2 separate regions of the Zea mays genome follow, and region 1 is linked to region 2. A link is a contact called in public Hi-C data. All regions are on one chromosome and are shown on one strand. Each heading gives the region's core, a stretch centred on a gene start, on an enhancer-like site or on the middle of the called end of the contact. The rest is flanking DNA. Distances are from core to core; before and after follow the strand shown.

What was found. Hi-C and Micro-C count contacts between places; a contact is called where the count stands out from the background.
Region 1: a contact with region 2 is called in a Hi-C map of tassel, with 6 times the contacts expected there. The contact joins the promoter of LOC103636236 here to the promoter of LOC103637427 in region 2. A contact is called at or near these places in 2 of 25 Hi-C or Micro-C datasets (ear and tassel).

The regions. Positions count from the first base shown.
Region 1 is chr8:159,426,410-159,432,743 of Zm-B73-REFERENCE-NAM-5.0, reverse strand. LOC103636236 (metal ion binding protein) reads right to left here and starts at 2,908. Exons shown (of 3, transcript XM_008658590.2): 1 at 2,338-2,908; 2 at 2,160-2,235; 3 at 827-1,274. The coding sequence starts at 2,547. The coding sequence ends at 1,114.
Region 2 is chr8:159,208,026-159,214,260 of Zm-B73-REFERENCE-NAM-5.0, reverse strand. It overlaps LOC103637427, which reads right to left and starts at 4,836. Exons shown (of 3, transcript XM_008659625.2): 1 at 4,746-4,836; 2 at 3,826-4,164; 3 at 3,297-3,653. The coding sequence starts at 4,836. The coding sequence ends at 3,580.

The DNA.
Region 1 (6,334 bases), core at 1,659-4,158, 220 kb before region 2:
ATATGTGTTTCTGATATTTTTACGAACGAAACTAAACCGCACATGCTATGTATAGTTTGAATAAAAAATTTACGTGATTAAGATTAGTATATAATTAGTGTTTATGTGTAGTTAGCGTCTATTAAATAATTTTAACATACAATTACGGTCTACTAATACAATTTTTAATAACATTTTTTAACTCATACAATAAATATTCATACCGGCAACAAAACAAAATCTCTCATAAACCAAACTGATCGCATGTAGACAACCAAACACAAGAAGTTGTATACGTCCAGTCAGACCCAGACTCACTAGATACGAGCCAGGCTCAGCTATGCAGACAACCAAACAGGCCCACACTTTATGATATCCAACTGCTAGAGTAATATGGGTTGTAGTTGCTAGATGCATTAGGGCTAATAACATTAAAGCAAACCTTTTGTAGTGTTGAAAATGGTGTGATGTGGGGAGAAGGAACTTCCACGTCTGAAAAGTGACGGGCTGACGGCTATATGCTGGTCCATCTGGAAGTCTAAAAAAAAAACAAAATTCCTTTTGACAAAAAAGAAAGTACCAGATCTTATTGCAATCCTTTGTCAGGTATGTGCTTTAATGAGATCGGGTAGGTCCGTAGGTACAATGCTTATCGAGGCGCAGGCGTAGATACAATGCTGAAGTTGGCAAAAAGAAGTAATGGCCGGGAGCACTTCATCGGAAAGAAAATCTACTAGTAATAAAGGAGAAGACCGGTGGCAACCTACTCGATGACAAGGATCACTCGGCATGAGTGGATCGGTAGCAGGGACCAAGGGGCTAGCTCAGGTGCAATGCTGTTCGCCTGTCGTAGAGGATTCGCTGTTTTTGAATGCGGTGTGAGAGCGAAACAACAAGCAAGTAGTATGTTTTACGCAAGCACATGTTTCCCCTCCCCATCTGCCTGCCCTTTACATAAAAAAACACACACAGAGCAACATGTCCCTCGCGTCCTCAATGATTTGCACGCGTGGACACGGTTCCTCAGTGGAACGAATGTTTCGTCCCTACGGTACAAATCCTGTCTGTTCTTTGCCTGCCTGCCGCACGCTGTAGCAGGACGAAATATGGAGCGCTGATGTGATGAGAGATCCTCTACGCCTGCAAGCTTTGTGCGGCTTGCTGCTTGGGGTCCGGGGCCACCCATAGCCGCGCGAGCTTCACCTTGGAGACGCTCTCCAGCACCTCGTACGGCGTGACGTCCCCAACCACCACCACCTTCTTGTTCTCCAAATCCACCTCGAACGACGTCACGCCTGCGCAAAAAAGACACCCAACAAGGTTGTAATAATTGGGCAGGAGACTGTGACTGGGAGGAGGGAGAGAGAGAGAGAGAGAGAGAGACATCATGGATCTCCATCCGAGGCACGGAAATGTGCCCATTCCGGTGGCAGGAAACGAGACGGCATTCTTTTATTACCAAAATAATTTGACTGTCTCACGCAATGACGCAAAGTTTCCCGGAATGCAGAAAAGGCAGGCGCCACTGCGCCAGCGCCATCCATGGTCCATCCCCCACAGGGCACAGCGCGCAAAGCAGGCAAGCAGAGCCGGACATGCACATGTGCGCAGTGCAGTGCGAACATGCGCCGGGGGCCGGGGCGCCATGCCTGCCCAGGAGGCCAGGACCGGTCCAGCCGACACGACACGACACGACACGACGCCAACTCACGGGCATCGGGTGATCACTGGAGAGTGGAGGCCCTGATCTCCATCCAGTACAGTACTATATACTACATATGTGTAGCATGCGTGACGGATGCCGGTCGCTCTGCCAGGTTCTTCCGGCACGTCTGCCTGCCCGGCCCATGCTCACTACTGTCTGTCATGTCCCGTCGCTGCTCTTGCTCGATCGGGTTGACCTCTGTAGCTTCATCCTCTCTCTTGAGCGGCGGGCGGAGACGACTCATGCTCGCCCCCCAAGCCACACTGTACTGTACGTGCTATTCTATTCCCTACTAGCTACTGTATATGCGTGCCATTTTCGTGGTCAAGACCCGCCCCCCTTCCCACACACACACACACACAAGTACCATGCGTTTGTAGTCACTGGGGAATCAATGAAACGAATCTGATCACGGACGGACGGATGCCAAACAGAAGTAGGTAATTAAGGATGGGGATCAGTTCTCTGACCATACCGTCCATCTTGGAGATGTGCTTCTGGACTTTCTTGGCGCATCCGTAGCAGTGCATGGACACCTTCAGCTCCACGGTCTGCATCCAACAGACAGGGACCATATTGATCATCACGGAGAAAGGTAGCCAAGCCACATAGCTAACAAGCATGAGCAGAGAGGTTTTAACATGTCCGCCTACCTTAGGCTCCAGATGGAAAGCGAGAGTCTTGGCGGCGGCTCCATCGACGAAGCCCCTGAGCTGCACCAGCTGGCTGCTCAGCAGCAGGGCCTTCCTTTCGTCGTCCTCCTCTTCTTCATCCATGGAGTGTACGCAGGCGCAGGCGCTGGAGCACAGGGAGAGCGAGAAGCAGTGCAGGACCCTGTCCAGGCCGCCCAGCTTCCTCCCCATATGTCCCCTTCCCTCTCTGTCAGCAACCGGAAGAGTTCCAGAAGCCAGAGCCGTTTGTGTCTCCCCTCCTCTTAAGGTTGGCCGGGATCTACTGGCGCTATTCTACGCACACACATCTAGACGTCCGCGTGGGAAGAGACATGTTTATACGCGAGCTGATGAGCAAGCAGCAGGCCTACACCAAAGCACTGCTTCAGATTAATGGTCGTGGGGAGTCGGGGGGTGGTGTGGTGTGGGGGCAATATAATGCCGGCAAGGAGATCGAGTACGAGGAGCATATATATGTATATGAAATGTCTGTAAGCATGGGTGCTGCTCAAAAGCTCGAAGCAGCAGCTTCCAAGAAGTGAATAGAAATCTGGTTGGGTGCATTGGGTTGGGGCGGGCAGGCAGCAGGCAGTTTGATCACGAGCAGACACTGACACGATGGCGACGACCTCTAGTCTAGCTCCATGTGACAATGTGCGACCTGTGCATGCTCACTGGCGCCGGTGGAAATTGAATAATCACGCCTTCGAGAAAAAAAAACACACATTGCAGTATTGCAGTTGCCAAATGTTGTGGATACAAGACGCAACAGACACCAGATAACACGTCGACACAAAAAGCTTACTAGCAAATATGATACGGGCCAATCACGCTAATGCACCAAAATGAATATTGGCTGGCCTTTCGCTGTCATTCGTTCAAGCGATCGAGTTGCCGCAAATGAAACTTGCTGGTGGTACGAGACGAGACGGCAGAGCTTGAAATTCGGTCGGCGAATATGAAATTCCCCGGCCTAATGAACCCAGCCCACATCTTATAGGCCCAGAATGAAAGTAGTAGATCCGATTCACACCAAACGCATCTGGTGGTGTGCCCGTGTGCGTGCGCTGCGATTCACAGCCCACCTCTCATAGGCCCAGAATGGAAGAAGTAGACGTCGCTGTTTTTTTTGTCACATTAATTTTCCCAGTTGAGAAAAAAAACCTGAAAAAGAGATAAAATATTATATTAGTTGGTTTTTAGAAAAAAATTGAAGTAGACGCTTGAATTTTACCAGTATTCCTCATTATTTATGGTTTTCTGATTGTTATAGCGAAAACAGAAGGGAAAAAAAACGGAAAATGGTCACTTATTTTGAATCTGGTGAAGATGTTCTTTAGCCCAGAGGCCTTGAGGTGGAATTTAAAGATAGTTTGGTGGGAAATTGTGCGGTAAAATAAGCGTTACAGTGTGTTAGCGGGTCTAGGATCTAGCTTTGCTTATAATTCTAGTCACTAAAAACCATAGAACATAGAAGCGGCCACTGAGTCGGAATCGTTGAGATGGGAGCGGTGATCACGACGACAGTTGCATTCTCTTAGAACCGCACTCACCGGCTGAGATTAAGACCAACATATGAGGATCTTATTAGTCTTAGATATAAAAAAAGTGAAACTGTATAAGGTCAAATGGTTAACCAAAGGCACAAACAAAGTGGCATTTTTTTTTTTAAAAAAAAACAGTGAATATATTGACGGCGAAGGCCGAAGAGCTAGTTTAACAGCAGCCAAAATGAAGCTCAACAAATCACGAAAATTGGCCCCGCCGTTGCACCGATTGGCCAAACCTAACCGGTGCTGGGACGACCTCTCCTTTCAGCAAAAACATGAACGAGAGGCATTTCCTTTTTTTCTTCTTCCCTTTCCTCTGCTTTTCCCCCCTTCACTCTCCCAGTAGACCCTACGTTGAAGGCACAAGAAGAATATTGCGGGCAATATCATACTACTACTTTGCCGCGGCAGCAATATCATACTACTACTGAAGGCGAGCCAGTTTTTTAGTTGCGTCCTCTGACGCTGCGGTCCCGGTCCATCAGCATGCGCGGTGCGGTGCAGTGCAGTGCAATTTGTTTGCGAACTGTGTACTGTGATGCGCCATCAAAGCCCGTGTGCTGCAAGACGTCAAAGTCTTTGTCAGTGTGGGTTTCAGATGCTGTCACCAGCTGAGCGGCTTTCGCCTTTTCTTGCCAGCACCAGTACTGTTAATGTAGTCTGCATAGCCTTTGCTCCATCTTACCATCCAGTACCTATATTTAAACTTCATCGTAACAGTACAAATCTACAGTACATATAACCGTGATTTTGTGTAACCTACAAATAAACGGTTACATACAATTTTAAGTTGTCTCTGATAGCTCTTCTATCTGTTATCTATCTCAAACTTCACTTTAGAAACAGTATCATCTGCAACACGTGTCCTCTATTTTATACAATTACCGAAGATAATCTTAATTTGGTAGGGCTTCGCAGCTGTTCCTCCGGAGTGTTTTGGAGAGGTCATGCTAAAATAGTATCCTAAAACATTGCTATTTGATGCTATTGTTTGAAACATCAAAAGTTAACACTATTTATATCTAGAACAGTGCTATTGATTAGCATTCACGCTGAAATGACTTACAATTGTTAGAATTTCATCCACTCGGCCCTTAACCGAAAGGGATGAGATTTAAGGGAGGAGGTTAACGACCACCTCGCGCGATATAAAACAGGGGTTAGGGGCTTGTTCAAGCCAACGCTCTCGTGCCTGCTAAACTCTAACCCTGCAATCAAAGGATACTGATCGTCCTCGCGTTGGTAGTAGCTGAAAAAGCTTCAACAATGGCGGCTAAGGATCACAACGCCCCAACGAGAACCAGGTCCGAGCCACCTCCATTGCAAGGCGACAACGGTGGCGCTCAAGGCGACAACAGTCGCATCCCTCCACCTCCTCCGCCGCGCGCAAGACATGCATCCACCTCTACAAGGCCTGACATCTAGCCTTGTCCTTAATCAAGGGCAAGACAATATGAACTCTCCTACTCCCCTCTGTTTATGCGTTGACAATGCGTGCACAAGTATAGATCATCACCCTGTTTATTGTTAAGTGCTATCGGATTAGTCTAAGTAGGACACAGAAGGATCTCTAGAACTATCAATAACAATTATGAATAGCTTAAATTTGTTAAGTCATTCTACGATGGGTGATCATCACCTAAGATGACAAATAGTTAGGTGACAAATCCAATAGTCCAACACCCATCTATGAACCAATCAAACATGTGTGACTAACTTAAGCATTGTTTGGCTCTCTTTAGATTTTGAGAAGTTGCATGCTGCACAAAAATCCAACGTAAAATATATTATCAACTTATATTGAGATTGTGGCACAAAATCCACTACATTATTTAGAACTTGTTTGGCTAATAACGATATTATAAAAAATGATGCATGAACCAAACACCACCTTAAATTGAATATGTTGGATCGTGTTCAGGTGATAAACAATTGGTCTATCATCTCAAGTGACAAATAGTGTTACCCTATACATCATGTTAAACTAGTATTATCGAATTCATCCTAACTCATAAAAATAGGTTTTATAATATGTTGGAGTCTTTATTTTTATAAATTTAATGAAAGTTAAGATTATGTAACTTGGTAAGATCCAGGATTTTTTAGAGCTATGTAATATTTGCATATGGAAATCTACCATGCATGCAGAGTATCTACTATTCCATTCAATCTCTACAGGCTTCAAAGGTTGTGATTTGATTAGTCTCTCCTTTGTTCGTGTTAGACCGTCCGCAGCAGTCAATCTATAGTTTACCCAAAAGCACTGTTTTATAATGTTCTGCACCCTAGACTGCACTGTTCGTGAAGTGGAGTTTAAATATATGTATGAGGATGTGTAAGCTGCTAGAGATAGCCTTAGGCGTGTATGGTTATCTCTTCAATCTCTGTTTTGTTAAGTTGGACATAGCATAGACTTTTGGCTTGATTTA
Region 2 (6,235 bases), core at 3,587-6,086:
ACGACCCTGTCGCCAGGTTGCGGACCGTCCGGCTCTAGGGCGTGGACTGTCCGGCCGTCAGGCAGAGAACCCTAACCTCGCGCTAGGTCGCGGACAGTATAGCCCTGTGCCGCGGACCGTCCGCGCCTGACCAGAGAGCACCGCCGCTGGTTCTTGTTGAGTGATTGGCGCCCCAAAAAGGCACATACCCCTTTATATTTATAGGGGAGGAGGTCTGGACCTTTTCCTAAGAGATAGCCAACAAACTCCCACGTGATTAGATGAATAACCACGCACGAGGTAAGGATAAACATCCGAGTTAATTTAATCTCGGGACACGCGGATCGTCCGGGCCCACGGGCCGGACCGTCCGCTCATTTTGGTGTCCAACATATGCCCCCCTGCCTTTTGGTGGAGCTTGGCGAACCAAAAGCATCAGCGAAAACTTCAGAAACAATTGACCTCATGAGCCTTTGTTCCGTAGTAAGGACTCGGCTCGATGCAAGTCATCGGCTCTTGTGATCAGATAATATAAATACTTGATGGAACTTTAATGCACAGAGGCCGTTTCAGATCGCATCCTCTTCGGCCATGTCTACCTGATCAACCTGTCAATAGGCAAAAACTTGTGGTGCCCCCCAGCCCAAATAAGCAATCGGATTGGGCCAGTAATACGAATTCATCGCCGTACCACCCCACACATGAGCAGGACAACACATCGACGATGGATAGAACGGGACACACCATGCTATCCCCGGAGGAGGATGACAAGGCGATCTTGGTTGTGCTACCCTTTGGGTCCGTTTAGTCGGCTTTTGCTTTCGCACAGATCGCCCTTTTGACTTCGTTTGTTTTATTGGTTGGTTGTGTGGAACGGCCTTCTTCATATATTTGGCAAGCAACTGACCAAAAGTAGGGCCGACTCTACTGAGTCGTCCAGACGTCTTAGTAGTGTTTTGTTTCCTAACACTTGTGTTGGAACGTTGTGGTCGGATGGTCTGAGGTTGCTGCTTCTGACCATCTGCGGATCGTCCGACCATCATAGTCGGACTGTCCGCGCCTGTCTTGGACTGTTCGGCCTTAGTACCCGGATCGTCCGACGTACGCAGGACAGGTGACCGTGATCGGGTGTCCGATCGTGCTTGCCCCCCGGTGCCTCTGGTCTTTCTTTTGTCCGGAGCCTTCAGAGTAACCATTCTGCGTGACATATTTGGTGTGCGAGGATCACCAATGACGATATTTTTATTTTTACTTTTATCGGTCGCACAAGGCCGAATTATGGCTTTTTTGCTCGTTGGCTCTAATGTGGTGACAGGAACAGGTGGCCTGCCAATTTTCACCTCTTTTTGAAACCTCAACCGGCCTTCGTTTATAGCCAATTGTATTTGCCGACGGAAGACGGCACAATCATTGGTGTTATGGAGAAAGGAGTCATGCCATTTGCAATAAACACGCCCTTTTAATTGTTCAACCGGAGGAATTACATGTGACAATTTAATATTATCATGTTTAAGCAACTCATCAAATATTTTATCACATTTATTAATATTAAATGTGAACTTAACTTTTTCCTTTTGTGTGGAGTGCGGGTGAGAGCGAACAGAAGGTTTGGCCTTAGTGGGCCAAACAAGCTCAGGGACATGTGACTTTTTTGTTCTTGAGGCTTGGGTGGACGATTATATTTATGTCGGTCTTCCGCACTAGGCGGATCACAGGTGACTTCTGGTGCTCCGGACGGTCCGACCTGCACAGTCGGACGGTCTGCGAGTGGATCGGATGGTCCGGTACTATCCTCGGACTGTCCGGTCACGTCAGGCAACACCTGTGACCCTTGTGGTGGGCTCTGTGTAACTCCGGACTGTCCGGCGTAGGGTGTCGGACGGTCTGACGGAGGGCCGGACGGTCCGCGATTGTGTGCGGACGGTCCGGTCGTGCTCAGAGTTGACTCACCATTTGGAGAAGATGGTGGTGACGGTGGTCCTGGATATGAGTCCATCGGCATACCAGAATATGGCTGGGGAAACCCATTTGTTGTCGATGTGTTTGGCGCAATTGTTTTGGCGCCTAATTTATGTGATAAAAACTAGGCATGTGAGTTTTTCCTGATGCATGTGCCATCTTTTCTATATCCTCTGTGATACTTTTAATCCGATTATCAAAAGAAATTTTAATAGATGGAATATCATCGACTGACCTGGCATCACCTATTGTGGGGAGCTGTTGCAGCACAGATGACATGTAATCGACGTCTATTTTCCTCTCTTGGACGGTCTTCTGGTGGCAATCCACCCTGAAGTGCGAGAGGAACCATTTATCCGCCACCTTGAGCACCTGATCTTTTTGTCGTTGGACCTCCTCGTCTATTTTCTTCATGTCATCTTTTAATCTTTTATGCTCAGCGGCCGATAAATTAGTCAGCCTTGTGCAGCTGTTTGGAGAAGCCTTGTTGAGATCTTTAGAATCGGCCATATAAGCCTGATTTTGTAGATCTTGAACCTCGTCCCCAGCGGAGTCGCCAAAAAGTATGTTGGTGCCTTTTTGGGGCGCTAATCACTCAACAAGAACCAGCGGCGGTGCTCTCTGGTCAGGCGCGGACGGTCCGCGGCACAGGGCCAGACTGTCCGCGACCTGGCGCGAGGCTAGGGTTCTCTGCTTGACGGCCGGACAGTCCGCGCCCTAGAGCCGGACGGTCCGCAACCTGGCGACAGGGTCGTCTTCCTCCTCCTTGCTGGAATCTAGATCTCGTCCCCTTGGGGGAAAAGATCTTAAGGTGCTCTGGGTCGACAGGTCACCGGGGCGTCCCCAGACGACGTGGAATCGTCTAGGAATTAAGAGATCAATTCGAGGAGGAGGTCTTAGATAGACAACTAGATCTTGCCCCCCGGGAGGGGTGAGATCCTAGGGTCGTCTTGGGATCGGCAGGCCACCCAAGACGGATCTAGACGACGTAGAGTCGAATAGGAGTGGAGGTGGATATGTGGAAGACTATAACTAGAACTATGCTACATCTACTCCTAGAGCAGGAAAAGTAAATAAGGTAATTGGTTCGATTGGAATGTGTTCGAGGGTTCTCAATCGGCCGTACCCTTTATATTTATAGGGGAGGAGGTCTGGACCTTTTCTTAAGAGATAACCAACAAACTCACACGTGATTAGATGGATAATCACGCACGAGGTAAGGATAAACATCCGAGTTAATTTAATCTCGGAACACGCGGACCGTCCGGGCCCACGGGCCGGACCGTCCGCTCATTTTGGTGTCCAACACAGTGAAACAGATCCTCAAGTCCACCAAATATATACACATATATATATACGCGATTTGCAATTTGCACAGAAATTACAAAGAGCTGAGGGGAACAAAACACGGGAATGGACAGATCGAGCACGACGTTTGTGATAAGTTGTTTTGATTCAAACCCTGAACCGTCGAATGCTAAGGGACGCTCACATTTTTCGGAGACCGCCTTATTTTGCGACATTGTTAGTAGCATTCGCACGGGGCCGGCCGACAAACTCTCTAACATAATCAAAGAATGATACACGAACTGATGAAATCGTTCAGCTGCATGCAGGCACCGGTTCCTTGACGGACGACGATCAGCGGAAGAGGCACACGGCGAAGACCGCCGCGAGGACGAGGAAGTGGGCTATCCCTTGGTCGACGGCCATTCCTGACAAGTAAAAGGAAGAAAAATAAGAAGAAGGAACCATCACACACTCCCATCAACTAGGCCGGCCGGTCAGTACTGCAACATTGCTTCGACAAGCACAACCGCGGCACACAAATTAAACGATAAGCCTTTCAAACGCTGAAATTAAAGCCGGATGCACACTGACGACGACCTTCCATGGCGAACCTGCCGGCGGCCGGCATGGTGGGCGGCGAGGCGGCGGCCGCGGCGCCCAGGCACAGCAGCGCGGCGCCTAGGACGGACGCGAGAGCAAGAGGTTGTGGCCAGCCTCTTCTGACTATCTCGTGTCGGTGTCCAGTTGTTCCTTGGCTGCGTGCTGCCTGCCGCACCCCGCCGCAAGATTTTGCAAGGCAGGTGCAGCGGCGGCGGGGATGTGTCAGACTGTCGGAGTTTCGAGTGCGTGTGCGTCGTCCATCAGGGTCGGCACCAGCCGAATTTGAATCAGGTGTTGAGTTAGGCGGGTCAAAACAATCAAATTGCTTGTCCCATGCTGAAAATCCAAATTACAAAAAAAAAAATCCTGGAACAAGCAAGATCCGCGGCCAGCGTCCGCTAGGTAAAGCCCATTTGTGCCAAAAAAAATACAAAAGGCGGAGTCCCAGGCCGCAGATAGCAGCCCACAAGCCCACCCATCCTTCCACGGCCCACGCAGTGCACGCTAGTGCCTAGTAATAATCAACAAATAACGATGTAGGTTAAGGTCAGCGAGCGAGGCGTAATCATGGCCGGAAACCGCGATGCGTGATTCGCTGCCCGAAAAAGCGGAACCGTAACGGAGGCAGGTGGTGGGGAGGGCACATCCATCCAAATCCAACCAACCCAATCCAAGCCACAACTCCAGTCCGGGAGCCGGTGGTCACACACACACACGACGAGTACACGAGAGCGTGGATCGGGTCTCGCCATCATCAATCATCATCATCATGGTTGCATTCAAAGTGTAACGGGGGGAAGCCCCACGGTTCCATGCGTACGCGCCCGCCACAATTATTGCCCCCCATCCCGTTCTCCCTCCCTATCCGGCTCTCACGTGCGTGCGGCAGCAGGGAAAGCCCCTCGGCCCTCACCCACCAGCCCAGTCGAGCCCGGAGCCCCGCACCGGCTGTGGCAAATAGACGAGGGAAGCTGACGGCGAGAATTTATTGTCATGTATTGTGCACATTTCCGTTTATACTCCTTTGATCTCGTGTTCCTTTAATATAAATCTACATATAAGATAGTTTTGTCTGTCACATATTGACATTGACATACTGGATAGTTTTGGTAACCGTTAGGTTTATACTCCTTCGGCCTCATGTTCCTTCTCTCATAAATTATAGGACTATCTCATGTTCCCTTATCCATACAGTTAAAATAAATTTACATATATGATAGTTTTGCCCCTCCCATGTATTCATATGTTGCAAAAATTTGGATTTTTTGGTAACCGTTTGGTTTATGCCAATTTCTCGTGCATTGCAAAATGCGGAGTTTACAACTTAGCATGGTCATAAGATATTTACATAGGTGCCATGTTTAGGTACTTGAAGATTCTAGATACCATCCAGTTTATCTCAATGTTCTATCTATTGCAAAATGCTGGTCGCAATCAAGTGAGATTAGATTTGTAGTTGTTCATGACATTCAGCACACTACAAAATGTTACATATGGTGAGTTGTAAGTAGGTAAGATGGTGTGGCTCTTGTAGGTCTTTGTGTTATTTTTCTGTTAAACATTGCCTTTAGTATGCTGAGCGTCGTATTTGAGCATTATGGAAAGAAAATTATCAAGAATGTCTATGTAGATATTATGTATTACATAAAGAAGATTGAGTGTTTTCCTGATAATTGAAAATATTGTGTACCTCTTTGGTGGTGTAGCAACGAGGGGTTGAACATCCTGGTTTGCATCAATAGTAGGTTTTTGTATAATATAGAGAAAATAGATAATAAAGTGGATTTAACTATGGCTAAAAATAATTAGCTACAGTTGAACACTTAGATCTAAGGTGTGCATTTGGATCTTTTCCTTATTGGCGACAAATTTTGTATCGGTTGGAGGCGATCTGTATGTGACAACGAATATGTTAATGGACGGGGTTGTGAGTTCATTATGTTTTGTTGAGAAATATTTTGTAATATTTAGTGAGAGATACATACATCTATTATTATTTGTGACTTACCAATTTGGGACTGTAGGTGGATAACTTGTCCATTTGAATGGTCGAGGAATCCTCTAATGTCATAGTGATTGTTGTTTTGAGTTGATGGACACTCTCCATTTGTTAGGAACAATGTATGTGATACAGATTTTTGCCTCTTCCTACACTGCTTTAATAGCATTATTGTAAAGGATATTTGGCATTTCATACTATTTAGAGAAGTTTCATTCTTTGTAGTCACATAGAATGAAAATTTTAAAGATATTTTATCTGTGCAAAATCTATAGGGATAGAATGCATCAATCACTGGTCGTAACATTGCTTCATAAGATTTTCAAATATTGTGTTGGTCAATATTGTCGAAGCTTTGTGCAGTTACCCTACCATCGGATGCAAAGAGCGATAATTTGTACATGCAAT